Linked DNA regions of Zea mays: region 2 is linked to region 1. Evidence: chromatin contacts called from public Hi-C data. All regions are on one chromosome and are shown on one strand. Each heading gives the region's core, a stretch centred on a gene start, on an enhancer-like site or on the middle of the called end of the contact. The rest is flanking DNA. Distances are from core to core; before and after follow the strand shown. Region 1 holds the start of LOC542032 (m15 protein). Region 2 holds the start of LOC100279325 (meiotic recombination protein SPO11).

What was found. A called contact is a pair of places that touch in the nucleus more often than the background predicts.
Region 2: a Hi-C map of tassel shows a contact between it and region 1, with 3 times the contacts expected there. The contact joins the promoter of LOC100279325 here to the promoter of LOC542032 in region 1. A contact is called at or near these places in 16 of 25 Hi-C or Micro-C datasets (bundle sheath, leaf, leaf mesophyll and 4 more).

What each region holds. Positions count from the first base shown.
Region 1 is chr5:7,418,750-7,426,232 of Zm-B73-REFERENCE-NAM-5.0, forward strand. It overlaps LOC542032 (m15 protein), which reads left to right and starts at 3,208. Exons shown (of 8, transcript NM_001111677.2): 1 at 3,208-3,817. The coding sequence starts at 3,633.
Region 2 is chr5:7,553,608-7,561,090 of Zm-B73-REFERENCE-NAM-5.0, forward strand. LOC100279325 (meiotic recombination protein SPO11) reads right to left here and starts at 4,644. Exons shown (of 15, transcript NM_001360965.1): 1 at 4,526-4,644; 2 at 4,323-4,434; 3 at 4,117-4,193; 4 at 3,943-4,044; 5 at 3,785-3,858; 6 at 3,583-3,599; 7 at 2,946-3,015; 8 at 2,816-2,852; 9 at 1,915-1,962; 10 at 1,789-1,847; 11 at 1,678-1,709; 12 at 1,492-1,597; 13 at 985-1,105; 14 at 807-870; 1 more. The coding sequence starts at 4,631. The coding sequence ends at 316. It overlaps LOC100192976 (phytochromeC2), which reads right to left. Exons shown (of 4, transcript NM_001138150.1): 1 at 7,408-7,483; 2 at 6,491-7,307; 3 at 5,911-6,204; 4 at 5,067-5,304. The coding sequence ends at 5,067.

The sequences.
Region 1 (7,483 bases), core at 1,958-4,457:
CCTTCCCCGTTTTGCCCAAACATTTATGTCCCGTCGTGCCCTGCTCCCGTCCCGGAGACGCACGCCCCATCCCCCCCCCCCCCACCCCCCCCCCCCCCCCCCCCCGCCGCAGCTTTCATCACGTGCACGGCGCACGGCGCGTTTAAAAAAAGCAACAAAAACGACCAGCCGCACGCTCCAAAGTCCAAACGACCTGAAATATCCCATGCTTGGGCATGTGCACCACACTCTGCAAAATTAGAAATGATAAAGGACCTTCTACTGTTTCTAGGCTTTGATCCGACTTGTTTGTTTTCATACCTCATCTTTATTACAATCTTGTTACAAACCAAACACTTCCCGAATTCTGTATTGGATTTGGAGCCAGAATATCACAGAGTCTATGTATTGTTCCGCATTTGATTCCGAAAGGTTTGTCCATCCTTCAGTATGTGCTGATGATACGGTGGTTTTTTTGGACCACAATCTTGAGCATGCTCGGAATATCAAACTTCTTTTTACTCTTTTTGAGAAAATATCCGGACAAAAAATAAACTTCCACAAAAGTAAGTTATTTTGTTACGAGTTGCCTAAGGCATATGAATTGCAATACTCACATTTATTTGGTTGTGGAATTTGGACAATGCCGTTCAAATACCTTAGAATTCATCTGACTCATCGAACATTGAGAAATAGTGACTAGCATGGTGTTGTAGACCAGTTCAAAAAGAGGCTTAGTACATGGAAGACCAAATTTCTATCTTCAGGAGGATGACTGGTATTACTTAATTCTCTGTTAAGTAGTTTGACTATCTTTATAATGTCTTTCTTTGATATTCCGACGGACATCTTGAAGAAGCTGGTTGCTACTCGGTCCAGATTCTTTTTGCAGGGAGGAAGCTGTAAAATGAAGTATAGGCTGCCTAGGTGGCACATTGTTTGTCAACCCAAATCGATAGGAGGTTTAGGTGTCTCTAATCTGGCAGTAAAAAATATTTTCTTAATCAACAAATGGCTCTACAAATTACTCAATGAGGATAGGATGTGGCAACAGATACTCAAAAATAAATACCTAGAAGATAAATCCTTACTCAATTATCTAGAAGACTAGGTGATTCACACTTCTGGTCAGGTCTAATAAATATTAAGTATCAATTCCTTAGATGGGGTCACTTTCAAGTGAGGGATGGTCAAGCTATCAGAATCTGGAACGATAAATGGTTAACCAGTCTACCTCTTAGTGAGAAATTCACGAACCTTTTTAATACAATCCGTAACAAATTGGCCTTGGTTATAAACATTTTTTCAGATACGAAACTTAATTTATCTTTTTTCGAACAATTATGGGAATTAAATTAGTGGAATGGCACAACATGTTAAGCTTGCTAGCTACAGCTATTTTGAATCCGTCTAGGGACAAATTTGTTTGGGACGACCATAAGAATGGATTTTCTCAGAACAATCTATGTAGCATTTTTTGATGAATTATCCCAACAACAATCGAAATAAGATGATTTGGAAACTTAAGCTCCCCTTGAAAATAAAAGGTTTTTTATGGAATTTATGTCGGGGAGCGATCCTCACTAAAGATAATTTAGAAAGAAGGCGATGCCAAGTTAGCATAACTTGTAGCTTTTGCAACTAAAATGGGAGTATACACCACCTATTTTTTATTGATATAATGCCAAAAGCATATGGAGAAAAAATACTTTACATTAAAAATAGGTATGCTCGTTAGCATTAATCATATTATCGGGTCTTGGAAAAGTAATAGTGGTTTGGTATAAAAAATATTACTCACTAGAATATCAGCCTTATTTTGGTCTATTTGGCTCACTCGAAATGAGATGGCTTTTAATCATAAACCAATTCCATCATTTATGCAGGTCGTTGTCAGAGGTACTCACTGCTTCATATTCTAGAGGCTTCTATAGAAGGATGAAACACATCAATAAATCCCCAATGTGTGTTGAGCTTTGGAAGTGGTGGCGATGGAAGTCCTTGAGAATCATGGATGGCGCACAAATGCAAAAAATGAGGATGGCTAGTGTTATCCATGGCCACATTATTTTGTTTGTTTGAGTTAGTTTCATTATTCAAGCAACAGTCCATTGATGCAATAATTGACATATAACAGTTGTACACATTATCTTGCTAAAACCGGAACTATTGTTTCCAGTATCAAAAAAATATAACCTGATAATGAATTTTCCATTGGATTTTATGCAATATCCAGATTCTCAAGATCTCTTGGGAACCAAACGCCGCCAAAAATCGGTTCCACAAACGAATTCGATAAAGCAAGTGACAACAACGATTTCAGTGAGATTTTTTTTAAAATACACTACTCTACTCCAGGAATGACTAGGACAACATAGATAGATAGTGAAGGGAAAAATAGTGGCTGCCCTTGCCAACATCTTTTGGTTATGATAGCAAGTGTAATAAGGTGATGTAGATGGACTACATGAGACGCCACGTCAGATTTAAAAATGTGGAACAAAGAGAAGTGGAGAAAAAAATTGGGTTGCTCGCTAGTAGCCAACTGAGAGTGGGTTGGACACGGACTCCAAAGACTCCCTGTTAGAGAGAGAGAGGGGTTGACCAAATATTAAATATACAACCGGTATCCTCGAAGAGTTATTATACAAATGATTGTCTATACGTGACATGACAACATCACAAACCAACTATAGACTACATATTACTCTATCTATACTAAAATATAATTCATTTTAACGCTAATTACATATTTATTAATTAACTTATGAATGTATTTTGTATGTATATCTACATTCATTATCTTCTATTCGAATGTAGATAGAAAAAGAGCAATAGAACTATATTTTGGGACAGAAGAAGTATTAATTAGAGAGTATTTGGTTTCTAAAGACTTAGTCCCTCAATTTTATTCTTATTCAGTCCCTAAATTGACAAATACAAAAACTGAAATTAAGTTTTAGATTTTATATTTGACAATTTTATACTATAATAAAATAGAGAGATTAAAAATTAATACCTAGAAATCAAATATACTCTTAAACTTCACTTCGTGCCAGAGGCTAGCTGCGACTAGCTGCGAGATTGGAATGGATCCGGTTTCGACCGTACGAGGAAGGACGCTGGCCCAGGCAGTGGGGCCTTGTGATGGGAGATGCGGTGGGGCCCGACGGGTCCGGCCGCGGGGCATCGGCTAATGGGAGTTCGACAACGGCAGCCTCGGAACCCATCCCGGTTTCGCGATACCCCCTCACTGCTCCAGTGCTCCCTCCTCCCCTCCCCTCCGATCAAGTCGGGGCAACGCGCATCACTCGCTTTAAATCCGCACCTCCCGGCCGGTCCCCTTATCACCTCACCTTCTCCTTTGAGTCCTCTCTCTCCGCCGCCGCAGCTAGCTGTGACGTTATGCTCTCGCCGGCGCCATAGCGCCAGCGCCTACCGTCTACAACTATCCAGCCTTAGGCTTACCTATCCCGTCAATCAAGCCTCTCGTAAGGAACAAGGAAGGTAGCTAGCTAGTTCTATAGCTGCTGTCGTCGTCGTCATCGGCGGCGGCGGCGCCTGTTCTTAGAGGATAAGGTTGTCCTAGCGGAGAGGGAGCTAGCCAGGATTTCGGTTGAGATCAAGAGGGGGAGCAGGCGGCGGCGGCGGCGATGGGGCGCGGGAAGGTGCAGCTGAAGCGGATCGAGAACAAGATCAACCGCCAGGTGACCTTCTCCAAGCGCCGCTCGGGGCTGCTCAAGAAGGCGCACGAGATCTCCGTGCTCTGCGACGCCGAGGTCGCGCTCATCATCTTCTCCACCAAAGGGAAGCTCTACGAGTATTCCACCGATTCATGGTACGTACCCTCTCGGCTCCGCTGCTTACGTTTCGGCACGGTTCCGCTGCATGCTGCACCATTTAATTTCGAAGCTGTTTGAAGCTATGGATTACGGTGCTCCGTAATTGTCTGTTCGAATTTGTTGATAGTTTTTGGGCTTTGGGTTATTGGATAGACAAACGACGAACGGCTATACAGTCTAGCTAGATAGGTGATTTTATGTTTCGCTTTCGCTGGGATGGCGTTGGTACTGCTATGTTTGGGGAAAATCTTTACTGCCATGCTAGCTGCATGTCCTAATTGCTTGACTGGGTTGACTCCTACCACGGAACGGTGATACCAATCTCGCACTCAAGCACAATTAATCAGTATGCGTACTTATTTTATATATAATACCTCATCCGTTTTTTATTTGTCGTCGTTTAATTTAAACAGACGAACAAATATTTGAGAACATAGTTAGTATTATATCTTTGTCGTGCGGGAACGACTGGGGATTACATGGAGAGTATTATCTTTTGGATTTTTCTCATTCAAGACTGGCAGCATCATTAATTATTTATTCCCACTTCCGCAGTACTCCCTCCGTCCTAGTATATAAGGCGTAACCACCTCTGGTTCAAAGACCAAGAAATACATTTAATTGTCTCTATACCACTGCATCGATATACGTATGCATAGAGAGAGCACGCATTATATTGTGGGACAAGAATAAAAAGTGGTTACGCCTTATATCCTGAGACGGAGGGAGTAATTTGCGTGAGTATTTCTTCGTCCTTCCATTTTTTTTCTTATGCCCCCTTTCCGAGTACCTGTGGCCGCACCACATGGTATAGATATATCATATATGGAGTCTTTGTCCACTGCCACAAGCAACTATGCTAGCTTGTCTTTACTCTTGACCGACGATTGACGATGCTGAACCTGAACTCCGGTAGGGCATGCTTATATCGCAAGCCCCATGCTGCACATAAGTTTGTGCGTAGACTTCGCCGTACATATCACTGCTTTGGTTGCTATGATTTTGTTGAATGAATAACATATAGACACACGGTATGCCGATCCATCCTTTCTTCTTCTTTTGTTTTTACTAAAGACACCGCGACGTCTAAAATGAAGTTTGAATTAGGCAACATAAAAACTATTAATTATATCCTCTAATTTTTACTTAGTCAAAACTTATACAATAAATAATCCATCTAAATATACAACTTGCTAAGTGTATTGCTATTGCTATCTTTATCACGAAAGAGTTATACGTGCAATCTGTATTCAATCCTATCACTAGCCTATCAAACTAAGCTAGAAATATAAAGCAAGGTACTCAACGTGGAAGTTAAAAAACAATATAGATATAAACTCTTGTTTGAAGATGCTGATATTTTTAATGAGGTACCGAAAAGCTCATATGTCCCCCTAAGGCTAATCACAATGAAGGTTTCATGTATTAATTAGCCTGCCACATCAGCTATTTGGATGACATGTCACATCATTTAAGAAGGAACATCATTTAAGAAGGAAGAGTTTCATGGAGTTTCATGGGATGAAACCATGTTAACTCGTTTCCAAGGTCTTGGAAACTGTGTGAAACCTCCACTGAGAGTGTTTTGTTTCATCTTCATATAATTGAGTAAATTTTATTGGTTATTTATATGCAGCATTTAAGAAGTATGTTGACATATAAAATAGTGAGATGAAACTCTCTATTGAGAGAAGGTGTTTCGTTCATCTATAAAATTGACGTGGCATTTTTGGAAATAGGGATATGAAATCCTCATTGTGATTAGCCTAATACTCCTTGGAGCCTCTCGTAAGAATGCTCTCCAAACTTCTGGCTGGAGCACTCCATGTGTATCCTCGCTGGAGAACTCCTTGTGTATCCTCCGAGTCTTCCTCACGTGCAAGTGGGTCTACAAGATGACCTCTCGCTCATTGTCGTCTTTATTATCGAGCTTTTAGCTAAATCGTCATGTGCCTCATTTACTCGGGTACTCCCTCCGTCCGCATGACTAGGGCGTTCTGATTTTTTTAAGACGGGTTAAGGCAGAAGTAAAATGACACATGTAACCCTGCTTCATCTTGATTAAGCATAAATTACAATAAAAGCTCATTATTACTCGGCGCCTTGACCCAAGCAGCACCACGAAGATGGCCCGCTTTGCAACGGCTTGGCTCCTCGATTCACGCCGGCCACGATAGTGCGTACAGTGTAAACGGGAACAAACAGCAGGGAAGGGGAGGCAGCAGTGGGGAAGATGAGGCGGCGGTGTGAAGTGAAGGAAAGGGTAAGGATGGAATGTTGTACGGTGCGGACAGGAGAGATGGGCTGAGTGGCGTCAAAGTGCATGGACAAATAAAATGGGCTAAAACGCCTAAGTCACGAGGACGGAGGGAGTACATGGTAGTTGTCACACCATAAACAAACACACAGTTGTTGTGGTATTACAAGACTACAAATCCTTTGGTGTACAATCATGATACGCTGAAGTATCTAATAGCACGAGGTATGCAAACCTCACTAACGTTAAAGCTAAAACTAGAGCAAGCATGGTTTAACTAGCTAGCATAAGTACTTCACAAAACAACTATATTAATCACCACGTGAATCACTAGACACCACGTACGTGGAGAGCTCTAATAGTATTTTCTTTCTGAATACATCAACAAAACCAGTGGCGGATCCAAAGGGGGGGGGGGGGGGCAAAGTAGGCCATGGCCCCCCCTCAATTTTATACATGCCTTTATGCCTAATGATTATTTAGTATTAAGTGTAGAAAAAAATCGAAGTTTTAGATAGTATAAAGTCTTGTTCTAAATCTCTAAAACTAATAGCTAGTTGCTAAAATTACCCAAGAGGTTTAGAATGGATCAACTAATTGTTAGTTATACCCCTCAAATAAGTATTAGTTGTTAGATGCCCCAACCCAGCTAAAATCAGTTAACAATTAGCTCTAAAGGTTTAGAGCATGGCCTAAAACAACCATGTTATAAGCCTGCTCGCCGGATCCTCTCGATCAAGTCCTTGCATCTACCAGTGTGACTCTAATCTTCCCGACAGCACCTAAACCAGTTTGCTCACTGCCTCGTTTCCGCCGCCGACCCATTCCCGATGTGACGCCACCCGACTTCGCCCCTTTCTGACGCCTCCGTCCTTTGTCCTGTTTTTATCGTGACGTCCATCCGCTCGACAAGCTAGATCTCGCTCGTCGCAACGATATGACTTGTCCCCTGCAGTCGGCGGACTTGGCGAACTAGAAAATTATGACTCTCATATGATCTTTTTGGCCCCCCCTGAATTTTGGTCCTGCGTCCGCCACTGAACAAAACCACTCATTATACTTGCATAAGCTGTAGTGGACTTCTAGTTTCCTTCTTTTATATCATCTTTCCTTGTTCCACCACTATATCATATCATCTCTATGGCCCATAGACTCGATGAACGTAGCCTTCCCAGCTGTCTGTGTAGTACTCCCTCCATTCTAAAATAGATAACCTCATATAATTAAATTTTGTTCCAAAATACGTAATTTTTTTATTTTTCAATGCATCTTTCTCTTTTTCATATTCCTATCTTTAATTATGTTCCTGCCACTTCTTTTGCACCCCTCCGATCCGCTCCTATATCTGAACCTATAAAGACATCTATTTTGGAACCGAGGAAGTAGTAAAAAAAAATATTCGGTC
Region 2 (7,483 bases), core at 3,394-5,893, 140 kb after region 1:
AACATTCGTTTAGAAACACAGTATTTCAGTTATAGTGTAGAAGAGAAGACGTAGTTATGTACAAACAAAAAGTATTAGTAAAACCATGGTTTAAAATACATAGTTTTTAGATATGCTCCCAAATATCTTTTAGTCTAAAATAACATGTTATGCTCAAATACCACGATATTATCTTAGGATTAAGGAAATATTATGTTATGTTCTGAAACAGATCCTTAGTGTTTGCACATGATATGTCTCCGGATATAACTATAATCAGACAAAAAAAGATTGTACTCTATGACACATCCTGGACGGATACAAGAATGTCCAATCTTATAAATGCATGCCTTGTTTGATTTTCTGGGGAATGTACTCATGCGATAAAAAGGAAATGGAATTTGCGGATAGTGCCTCAATCTCAAACTTGACACCCTTTTGCAGCATTGCTTCCAACTCTGACCTGTCAAATTAGAGAATACATGTGAAATTCAGGGAGAAAATGTAAAAAATAACTCAGAATTCTTGATAGGAAATGATGCGTTTAATATCTTAAAATATAAAGTGCTTCAAACTATTGTGCCTTTACTGGTAAAAACAGGAAGCTATACAGTCATTGAAGCTAAAGATCTGGTGCTGAAGAAACTCAAACTCCAGCAACTAAATCATAAGAATGATGACTGTACAAATCAGATTCCACGAAAGCTCTAGTAAAACTCCATGCACTAATAGACCTCGATCTTGACCTGGAGATCACAATGATATCATGGAGGATATAATTGTAATACACCTAGTAAAACTCCAAAGCTGGTTCATTACTTCATTACCTCCATTCTGGGGCTTCCCTGTGTAAATAGCACCTAGCAAGAATGCCTTCAGCTTTCCTCCTATCTGCGCAGCAGAACACATGATTTCACAGGTTGGCATTTGACATACAACAAGAAACTAAGGAACATCTTCCAAAAAAAAGTATGTATGCCACTTGAATCACTACAGTTTATTCACCTTCAGGTGACAAACGAAGTAGGCAGCAGTCTGGAAGGCAATATTCTTCAAAATCAGATGTGAAAACTCCAAGCCACCGTATATCAGGGACACGCAACAAGTTTGCATCATGTGCCAATTGCTTGAAGAATGAAATTACGCAAGTAGCAGAGGTTGGTAAGTTAACACAAGTAAATATGTCATAATCTTGGGTTTCAAAGAGCAAAAAGAAATATTTTGGTCATGCTTGTGATAAGATGAGCAAAACGAGCATAATCATGTTTATTTTGAGGGGAAAAATGAACTGCTCTAATACACAGCCTTATTGCTAACGGGACTTCATAAAGTAATAGAACTTTCAAATGCAAAGAGGCCAGACAAGCTGTTGATTTAGGACGAAAGGTGCAGTATATGATCATGTCCATGGATTCGTTACCTGCAATTTTAACCTGTGAATCTGCTAAGGAAGTTAAGTTCATAGACAATAGATATAGATGAGCATAGCAGCATCAGATAAATCATGCCTACCAAGGAACCAAATTTATAGGTAGCCAGAATGTCGAAACCATAAGGATCTGAGTCCACTAAGCAATAAGCAGGCAGATGCAGCAGTTCAACAAGGTACCGCAGGAATCTAGGATGGAAAAAGAATGTAAAATTGGGATAGCGGTTGAGAAATATGCAAGAGGAACTTAATGAATAAAGAGCACATGCCTTCTTGTTGGAATATCTGGATAGCCTCTTCCCTGGGTTGACAATGCAATATCATGAAACTAGAGAAAAAATTATGAAAATTGATAACATCGGGTGAGAGTTGTTACTTACTGTAATAACAATGCAGCGATTTCTTTCACAGAACTTGTCATTGGCCAAACGCTGGAACACTGCAAAGGGACTACTGAAGCATATTGTACAAAGAGCGGAAATTATTAAATGCAAAAAAAAAAAGACCTGTCTCCTTCTCAACCACAAGTATGTAGTGGGCAACACTAACAACATCTGCAAGAGAAGAAAGAATAAGACAACTTCAGCTCACTATAATGCAATTCAGGGTATCAAGGGAGGAAATCAAAAGCTTTGCTATAGAGGTGTACTGGTGTAGGCACGTCTAAATCCGAGTTGTTAAACAACCATATAATATCTCAATTACAAAATTTGACTGGAAAAGATAAAAGGTACTCCCGATGTTTCAAATAATTCTTCACTTTAGCATTGTCCTAAGTCAAACTTCTCTAACTTTGATCAAGTTTTAGAACAATATATTATCACCTAGAAGTTCAATAAATGCATTATCAAAAGAGGACATATCTGGTGCATATGGTGCACATATTAAATCACCACCACTTATTTTATATCTAACGTCTTTAGTTGATCATTCAATTTACAAATAATACCTTCCATCACTACACACCACCACGTTGGAGGGTGTCCTTAGCAAAATATACCAAACAACTAGAGACGTTAGATCTAAATTGAGTGGTGATGATTTAATATGTGCACCATGTGCACCAATCTTTCATGTGCACCGGATATCTTCTCTTATCAAAACATATAACTAAAGTGAAGTTAGAGAGGTTTGATTTGGGACAAAGCTAGAGTGAAGTAGTAAACTATAACTTGGAAGAGGGGGAGTAGTTATTTAATTCAGAATGTAAGATTATGAATTTCTTTTAAAAAAAGAAACAAAAAATTGAAGATCTATGGTACCATTTAAGAGCAAAAAATGATCAGTGACTTTTTGCCCAGTGTGCTTCAAAACATCAAGGAAAGAGTTGATTTTTCACTACCCCCTCCCTTCTACACATTTCACAAAAGCACAAAGGGGTTGTGTTCCTAAAGTTGATGGAAAAACCTTTGATTGCCTCAATGTCAACAGGAATGGAGAAAGCCTGAATATACAGAAGGTAAAGCAAACAAATTAAATGAAATCTTATCAATAGACCAGTTAGCAAAATTAGGGGGCAGAGAACATAAAAGCTTACAGCATTGACGCTTGTTATACAATACACTTTCTTTTCGCCCTCCATAAATCTTATCCAGCCCATCACCAAACTAGGATAATGAAGGGAATAGACATGTGCACACAATTAAACAACTGAATAAATAACAAATAGTTCTATGAATATAACATCGCAAACCTAGCAAAAACAATGCAAGTAACAGCAAGTGTAATACGGAAATCATATAGAATTTCCAAATTCCTATAGTGAATTTAGTTAACACTTATGCTATATTGATTTTTTATTCAGATAAACCAAAGAGAACTCTTCATGAATTCAGACATGTTCTGTATCAAAAAAAATATATCTCAAAGTTGTGAACTGACACTGGGAAGAACAACAGATCCATCATGGCATCATTTCTTCCTCCTCTTCATATGCATAAACCTATACGGCTAAGACTACATTGAAAGAACGGTATCCCAGGTTCCCAACCCCACTAGCTCATCAAACACATCCAAATCATCTTTCTTTATATAATGGTGAGAAGCACACAGGATGATTAAGGAACAAAAAAAAACGGGTTTATTTAAGTTATAAAAAAATGAAGCGTTGTAAAATAATAGAAGAATAACAAACGGACATATCTTCAGAGCTTCAACTCTATGACAGTTCATACCCTTTCACTACAGGAACCTGCAGAGAGCCAAGGGAGCACAGTATTCAGTCAGATAAAAGGTTATGAAATTAAGACAGTATGTAATAGTCATGGTGCTGCATATTAGTGAAGGAGCAAATATCGTTGATGGCACAAGTCCTTTCTACAATACACAATGGAAGCTTCAGGGAAGACAGCAGACTAGTGGCACCTATGGACCTACCACGTTGAGATTGTGCCGGCTGCACTTGAAGAGTATGCAGATATCGTTGATGGCACGGTCAACAACTGCTACTTCTGCAGGGAGCCAAGATATGTGCAAATTCTAGTAATCCCGTATAATGGAATGAGGAGCAAACATTGCACCTACTGAGCACAGACCTACGAAGATGGAGGGGTACATGTAGTAGATGTCCCTCTTGGAGCAGTGCTTGTTCTGCTGCAGGAGCTGCTGCACCACGAACAGCACCCTCAGGAGCACATCTACGCATGAACAACGCATCAGAAAGTAATTAGTGTGATCACATAAATGCAAAGATTTAGATGTATTCGTACTGAGGCGGGAGGTGTGGTAGTCCTTGTGGAGCAGAGAGAGGACGTCCGTGCCGACGGGGATGTCGTAGCTGCAGGCACTGCAATCACGCACGAGCGCGCGCCCAGGGTCTACGGATGTCACACATTTGGGTGAAAATTGTTCGAGGGATGTGACGGTGAATTGGTCGGGAAGGAGATGATCCCGGGAGCGGGCGCGGAAGCTAAACCATGGGGACGGGGACGCAGAGTCGGCGGAGGAGCAATAGTTCCGGTACCGGTGGAGCACTATAGACGGGGAGCGGCCGGCGGCAACCTCTTCGACGATCCAGCGCACAAGCCCTGCACCATCCCCAACCGCGCGTCAGCTCCAGACGCTACAGGAGAGAGGGAAGATTTAAGGGCAGGCGATCGAGGAGATGAGTAACAAAACCTTTGATCCTGCGGAGGAGGAGCGCCGCTTCCTCCAGCCTCCGCCGCAACTGCTGCTCGTCGCCTTCGAGCGGCGCCGCTCGTCGCCTCTTATCCCTCCCCGCCATGGCGCTAGTTTTTTATTTTGATTTTTTCGAAGCCGCCATGGAGCTAATCAGCTAATCGATCGCGAAGAAACAGAATTAGGCTTAGTGGGCTCCGTTGGACTGCGTGGGCCTTCAAGAGCCCAACAACGAAGCCACCCTTCTCAAGAGGCGTAAATTGCCCTCAAGAAGAGAATACATAGACAAAGCATGGAGCCCATTCTTTATTCTCTGAATAAATTATCACTTTATCAGTATATATAGTCCTCTCAAGACAAAAAATTAACAAGAGACTAAGCACATATCTACTAAGATATAATTACTAGGATTAGGATTCCTCTTCTCCTATACTAGAAGTCCGTATGTTTTTCAGAATATCAGTCACTTGGCCAGAGGTACACCCTACACCCGAGAATTTGACACGGCCGAACCGTCACTGCAGTTCCAGGAGCATCAGTGTCAGAATTTACTTGGCGAAGGCTTGGACCGCTTGCTGCTGAGCTGGGCGACCGGGAACTCTATCAGGATGATGAACGAAGAGGTGTCGGCTTCTCGTAGGTACTGCAACGTGCCGCTCATCGTTTTCACCAGCTTCTGGCTTATGTACAGGCCGAGACCCTCCCTGGACACCCCTGGGTTGTGCTGGAACATCTCCTGTATCAGGGCCTCTGGAACGCCTGGAGCTGGATGGACAATCCTGCACATTGAGTCAATCAGTTACACAGCTCCCATCACCACCAATACTCGCATTCGCCACATTGCAGTGTATATAGAATGGCAGGGATAGCGCCAATTTTACACAGGGATCATTTCCATTGTTTCAAACTGCAAAGTGTAACTACATGCCTGAAGTGACATGTATCACTGCATCTTGGCTGGTGCAGTGACCAGGATAGATTCGACTCCTCGTGGGAGCGAATTTTAAGCTGAGTAAGCAGAGGTCTAAGGACCGGTCCCGGTCGTTCTCACATGGGCTATAATATCACTTTGTATGGATGTGACAGGGGTTCAGGGTTTTCTTGACCTACGTGAGAAGGTCGAATTTTTTTTAGGAGTTAAGATGTTCAGAAGTGAATTTGCTAGCATTAGGTCTTATCTGTTCCTTGTCAACATACAATCCTTTTCGTGGATTATAACTAACACAATTAGGAGCACTGCGAAAGTTATTTACAAGAGACAAATGTTGGAGTTGTGCTGAGTTAATAGAAACTAGATGTACAATTTAGTAGTTCACTTATTTGTCAAATCATCCTTTCAGTTCAAGAACAGCTATCGAAAGACCAAGATGAGAGTGCCGTATTACCTGAATTCCAAATGAGCAATCTGCATGCCAGACCCAATGTTTTCCTTCTTGGGAATGACCTGGAGCACGATATGTCCTTCAGCTGGTTGTGTGAATTGAAGGGCGCAAGCCAGATAATCTGCTAGGACCTGCTGAAGCCTTATATTGTCCCCGTAAATGTACATGTGTGACACTTCCACAGGCCAATCACGTTCAATAGAAATACGTTTTTCCTTGCCCAAAGGAATGCCTTGCATCAGGACCGTATTCAGAGCTTCCTCAAGGTTGAACTCTACTGTGTTCGTCTCCATATAGCTGTAACAGCAAGAATTTGTTTACCAATAGTTTAAAAAAATTGCCATGCATGTATAACTGAACTGGTCAGCCTTTTCATATGTATACATCTTTAGCACTACAAAGCATTAGTACAATGAACAAAAAATTCATGTCTGAGCAATTCTAATCATGTGAATATGAAAGCAAGTATATATCTTTATGTATAGTGTATGCTGTTTATAGATCCCTTCTAGAACTGCCACAAAAACGACACAAATAATTAAATCAACATTGCTACAGATGATTCGGACAATACAGAACTTACCACTGTTCAATGCTTTCAAGATCAGTGTCATGTAAAATCTTTTTCAGCTGGTCCTGACACAGAACATTAGATGAAACAAGTTGCCGCTGATCCTCTGTCAATTCGGAAGGCTTCAATAAGTTATAAGTAAATTGCATGCCATTGAGTGGGTTCCTTAATTCTTGACGAATGTAAGTTAATTCTTTAAAGCTGTTTGTAGCAGCTTGTTCAGACATTTTCTGGACCTCAAGAGCATGCTGAAGCTCTGGGCTAGCCACATGCAGAAAGCAAAGAGCGCCAGTGATTTTACCCTCAGCATTTGTTCTCTTGTTCACTGTCAGCAAGGATTCAATATACTTCCCACCTGTGCCGAAGAAACCAAACAGGAGCTTCTCTGGATCCTGACCAGAAATCACTGCATTCATCAGTATGCTAAGTTTCGTTAGAGTAGCATGATCTTTCACCCTACAGCCATAATCATGGAGCGTGAAGACCTCCCCAATTAACAACTTATTTATCGCGTCTTCCCTCTTCATACCAGTAATCTTCTGCATAGCTTTATTCCACTCTAAGCAGGAACCAAGATCATTGATCATAAATATGGGAGGGATGAGCTCACTGGGGTTCTTTATTATGGCAACATAGTCTCCTTGTATCCTAGTATACTTATCCATAATCATCTTCTGCCTGGTCAAATCTTGTGCTACAAAGCAAACTCCAATGACTTTCTCTGAAAGATCCCGACTACAGCAGGAGTTAATCATCAAGATAACTGGACCACAACACTCCTGTTCATGGAATGTTTTAAGCTTGATTTCCAGATTTTGCTCTTCAATTCCTGAAACACAAGGAGACACTAAGCTGTCATAGAAAAAAATGGACACGTTCAGATTAAGCTGGGAACCACAAAAAGATCGACTGAAAGCATAGTGACAAACCTTGTAAAGCTGAGTCCAAAATCTGCTTAACCACTTCAACAGAATCAGCAACAACAAGATCTATCAGAGGCCTCCC